Regions from separate parts of the Mus musculus genome. Here region 2 is linked to region 1. A link is a contact called in public Hi-C data. All regions are on one chromosome and are shown on one strand. The core of a region is the stretch at or near the end of the contact, and the rest is flanking DNA. Distances in the headings are between cores, read along the strand shown.

Region 1 (2,558 bases), core at 30-2,529:
GAAAGATCAGGCCTATTGGCACATACATGTAATTGCAGGTATACAGGAGGCTAAGGAAAAAAGAATTCTAAGTCCAAGACCTGCCTATGCCAATATATGAGACCATTAGTTTAACCCCTAAAGGTAAATAAATTAAAGAGGAAGTGATTGGTTTAATACCTTTGAAATACTGCTGAATGTAGTGCACATAATACCTAAGGAACTCTGGAACATTTGGCACTGGAAGACATCAATCCATTGGGCATTTACAATTTCCACTCAGTTGTTGAAAATGTCAGTTTCTAGCAGAGGGTATGCCTAGTTCCTACCTAAGAAAGGCTTGCAAACACCAGCTATTCCCTTCCTTTTGCATTTGTTCCACAAATGCCCAAAAAGCAAATTCAGTTCAACTGAGCGAGTCAATAAAAATCCCAGCTTTTATATGGCAGTGTGTTTATACCAGGCAAAGTCATTCTCTAAGGTCAAATCATTATGATGTATTATCTAACAAACTTTTTAAGACAAACCAGATCACTTCTTTCCAAAACTTACATTTCCAAAAACCTGGAAAACCATGTGGGAAGATCCCAAAGCAAATACCTGGATTGTTTTTCCAAATGAAAACTTAAGAGGCAAGAGGACGAATACGCTGAGCTGCACTGCCCTCTAGAGTCTCCTTCTGATACTGTTCTTAGCCTTGAAATAATTAAACACTAATTATAAAACTCTTCTAATTACACAAGTGCTCAGTATTCTAATATTGTAGGCTGACCTTTTTAGTGGATTAGTAGTAGTTGTTATTAAAGCCTATAATATTTCAATTACTATTATTAAAGGTCAAAAATACTTGCCAAAAGAGAAAGGACTGTACCCAAAACAGAATTTTCTAATTTGCATTTCTTTTAAAAAGTTTTAAAAGAATTCAAACTGAAGCTATCCATAAAACAAAGACCACTTGGAGCATATACTAATTAGCTCCCAGAGCCAGGAGCACAAGCTCAGCCAAAAGAGCCACCGCTCCCACCAGGGAACCAGCCCCCCTTCCTCCCTCTCCCCCTCCCCCTTCCCCAGCTCTCATCAGCCCAGGCAGCTCCTCACAGCTCCTGCCTCTCCTCCTGCCAGGCAACCAGGATTCCAAAGGGATCCTGAGGAGCTAATGAGAAGCCATGGCCACTAAGACCTGTGTCAAAGCACACACTCCAAGGCCCACTTTTCCTGAGCACGCAATAAGCAACACGGTAAGGACAGGAAGTAAACAAGCTGCAATTCCTGATACTGAAGAGCTAATCAAAAGTTATTCATTAATGTTATTCATTAATGTGCACCACTGGCAGTACTGGGTGGGTGGGGCCTTGCTTGTCACAGTGAGTGACCAGGGCTTGTTTTAATCTACATTTGTCGTCCTCCTAAAAAGAAAGAAAAAAAGATTTAAAGAGAACCATCACTGCTCCTGACAGTGTTATTGTTTCTGAACAGCTATCCTAATTCTTGCCAGTGCACAAAAGAAATCTTTCAGGTGAATATGGGGAAATCATTGAGGGGCCCAGACCTTTATATTCAATACTCCAAAAAAAAAAAATTGAAATAGGAAACCAAACTAATGCTTCATACCTAAATGTCCATTTTTACTTTTGAAAATCACCTAATAAAAGTAATCTTGAAAGTGGGTAATCTTTAATCCCAGTACTGAGGAGGAAGAGGCAGGTGGATCTCTGGGTTCTCAGTTTGAGGCCAACCTGGTCTACAAAGCAAGTTCCAAGACAGCTAAGGCTATACAGAGAAGCCCCATCTCAAAAGATTAACAAAACAAAAAACAAACAAAAAAAGTAATCTGAGGTTCCACTGCAATGCAGTAGATGAGCTGAGGGAGGGAGGGAGTGTGAAAGACAAAACGCCTGCGAGCGCTACAGGTCAGCAATGACGACGGCCTGGGTTTGTAAAGTAAAGCTGTACACATGAACCTATCTACACAAGCCTGCTTTCCCACAATGACAGAATTGAGACTGGATACTCCTATAGCCAGCACTGACACACCCGTCAGCCTTCTCCAGACGGACACTTAGAGGATGCTGTGTTTATGAGCTCCATCTCCACTACATCCTAATACTGGAGATGAAATGATGTGGACTCACAGGAAGACCTGACAGTGTAACAGACTCAATAGGACTCTTCACCTTAGGCTTTTCAAGAGATTCAATGACAAGTCCAGTGTTTTCTTTTTCTTCTTTAAAAATTATTACTGGGCTGAAGTGATGGGTCAGTAGTTAAAGAGCACTGACTATTTATTCTTCCTGGTCCTGAGTTCAATTCCCAGGAACCACATGGTGGCTCACAAACATCTGTAATGGGATCTGATGCCCTCTTCTGGTGTGTCTGAAGACAGCTACAGTGTGGTCATATAAATAAAACAAATCTTTTTGTTTGTTTGTTTGTTCTTCAAGACAGGGTTTCTCTGTGTAGCCCTGGCTGTCCTGGAACTCACTTTGTAGACCAGGGTGGCCTCGAACTCAGAGATCCGCCTGCCTCTGCCTCCCAAGTGCTGAGATTAAAGGCGTGTGCCACCACCGCCCGGCAAAACA
Region 2 (2,558 bases), core at 15-2,514, 190 kb before region 1:
TAAATAAATCTTTAAAAAAAAAAAAAAGTAGGACTACAGTCAACTCGGTCTGGAGATGGATAGGGCTGGAGAGAGCCTGCGGGATGGACACTTGCTGCTCCCATAGAAGACGAGTCATCACCTCCCAACATCCACACTGACTCCAGCTCCAGGGCAGTCTGAAGCCACTCTGAGGTCCTCGCTTGTGTTTAAGTTTTATTCAAAACAACAACAAATCTAAATATAAAAACAATGAAAAAGAGCACATGTCTGCAATCCCGGCACCTGGAAGGTAGAGGCAGGAGGATAAGGAGTTCAGGGTCAACCTCAGCTCCACGTGAGACTTGAGAGCCTGGGACATAAGACCTGTCTCAAGGGGACAAACAAAAGAGAAAGAAAAAAGAGGAGCAAAGAAGGTATAGGTCAGAAAGGGACAATGGTTCCAGAGCAGGCAGAGGACTGAGCTCAGCTTTAAGGTACAGTGAGGGTCTACACTAGTGGTCCTCACCCTTCCTAACGCTGCGACCCTTTAATATACTTTCTCAGGTTGTGGTGACTCCCAACCATAAAATTATTTCATTGCTACTTCATAACTGTAATTTTGCCAGTTATGAATCATAGTGTAAATATCTGATATATAGGATATCTGATATGCAACCTCCAGATCACACAGGTTGAGAACCAATGGGACAGAAGCTGGATTCTTCATGGAACAGTTGCTTGGCAAAGTAAGGAAATGCAGGTCACCTTTCTAGCCCAGAAGAGGAACTCTGATCTCAGCATTTAAAACCCATTTTGTGGAAGTCACTTAGGTACATCAGATAGATACTGAGTTTATGATCAAATTAACACGCTGAAGACAGCAAAGTAAAATGACCAGAATGTTCCAAGTATATGGAACACCAAGAAGGGAAATCAAAGGGAGTTAGGCATATGCAGCTATTTCAGCTTAGCGACGTTTGTGTAGCTTATTCCTGTTACTTCCAGGGAGAAATCACCAGAGAAAATGTGGTGAACTCAACAGAAGGGGCCCCGTTAACACAGCGGATGCTCTCATAGCCAAGTGCAGGCTAAGGGAAAGCGGGGCTGCCCTGTTGCCACTGCTAGCTATTCAGACTCGATACAGGTGAATCGGAAGCTCCCTCCAGCCTATCAATCAGCCATCATGTCCTCTCACTCACCTTCCAGGTTTGAGGTTTCAGAAAGCAAAGCTTAGCTTTCACAAACAAGGGAACCATTAGATCCCTTAAGCTCTGCAAGGCTGGGTGGCTGCCAAACTATTTCTCAAACAAGAAGCAAACATGGTAAAAATGAGCCCAAATCAATGTGTGCTTCCACGGTTAAGAATCATTATTCTACACTTGGAATGTTTGCCACTTTGGATCCCTGTTTTGTTTTTCAAAATGAAGCTGGATTCTTTCAGATGCCCAAGGCTCCTCATCCCCCACCCTCCTGCAGCAGCAGGGCTGGCATGAGAAGAGCTACAGAAAAGGAACTCATCTTTCTTTTAGAAAAGCAGGAGAGGACTCTGCTGTGTACTCTAAACATTCCAGAGGGAATGAGAGGTTATGCCAGAAAGGACAGTGGAGTCAGGGCTGGAGCAGTGGGAGGTGGAGCAAGAAGGGGGGATGGGGGTGGGTGGGTGGGGGAAGCAGCAACCAGAGGAGGCAGGAGAAGGTGAGGGAACCATGGCCTACAGATGAGGAGAGACACTCAGGAGAGATGCAGTTCAGGCTGCAGGAATGGATACATGCAGTCATTACTATACTTGCACAGGCATGATGCCCTGTGACAGGCCAAGGGAGAGGGACATTTCAGACAGTCTAGTTACACAGCCGCTCCGTCCTTTTTGCTCCTTAAAGATTTTATTTTATATATATATATATGTGTGTGTGTGTGTATGTGTGTGTGTGTGTGTGTGTGTGTGTGTACTTATTTTATGTATATGAGTACACTGTAGCTGTTTTCAGACACAACAGAAGAGGACATCGGATCCCATTACAGATGGTTGTGAGCCACCATGTGGTTGCTGGGATTTGAACTCAGGACCTCTGGAAGAGCAGTCAGTGCTCTTAACCACTGAGCCATCTCTCCAGCCCAAAGGCTTTTGCAGAACTGAAAATCGTACCAACTGGAATTCTAGCTCCTTCCTATAAAAACAGGCTTATGGTGAAAGTGTGTCAGCATGGCCTCTCAAAACAGCTCAGGTTTTGGGGTTTTTGCTTTAGCCATCCATCACCTGAACATGTAATTCCCGTGGCTCTGCCTTCCTTACACAAGAACCTGACCCTAATGCCCACTAACCAGAAAAATGTATTTGTGGAGCAAATGACAACATTTCAACCACAGTTCCCCACTTGGAGACAATTGTCCTACCCCTGGGGGCCACCTCCTCCCCCTCCTCCCTTCTGCTCTCTCTTCACTATGCCTCAGCCACTACCCTCTCTATTTAATTCTTGCACATAGCATTCACAGTTTCCACCTAAGTGCCTAGACTTCTTTTCTCCCCTTCTTACTCCCCAAGGTCTTCCTGTCCTTGATTCTTTAAGGCAGAGCCCATCTGCCCAGCTGCTCCTACC

Evidence for each region. A called contact is a pair of places that touch in the nucleus more often than the background predicts.
Region 2: a Hi-C map of liver shows a contact between it and region 1, with 2.9 times the contacts expected there. The contact joins two enhancer-like sites. A contact is called at or near these places in 3 of 15 datasets of contacts at CTCF or cohesin (the NIH/3T3 cell line, large pre-B cells and pro-B cells), 7 of 484 Hi-C or Micro-C datasets (the G1E-ER4 cell line, embryonic stem cells, granulocyte-monocyte progenitors and 3 more) and 9 of 115 datasets of contacts at active chromatin or transcription factors (the HPC-7 cell line, a beta-TC-6 cell line, bone marrow-derived macrophages and 2 more).

The regions. Positions count from the first base shown.
Region 1 is chr4:150,345,577-150,348,134 of GRCm38.p6, reverse strand. The region is part of intron 1 of Rere (arginine glutamic acid dipeptide (RE) repeats); the gene reads right to left. Among named protein-coding and RNA genes, the nearest start is that of Rere, 65 kb to the right of the region's middle. Within about 2 kb of position 1,279, at least 45 of the 459 cell types and tissues checked have an H3K27ac peak or open chromatin away from gene starts, as enhancers often do. A contact at or near this core is called in liver, where this site is marked.
Region 2 is chr4:150,536,022-150,538,579 of GRCm38.p6, reverse strand. The region is part of intron 11 of Rere (arginine glutamic acid dipeptide (RE) repeats); the gene reads right to left. Among named protein-coding and RNA genes, the nearest start is that of Gm52709, 70 kb to the right of the region's middle. Within about 2 kb of position 1,264, at least 12 of the 459 cell types and tissues checked have an H3K27ac peak or open chromatin away from gene starts, as enhancers often do. A contact at or near this core is called in liver, where this site is marked.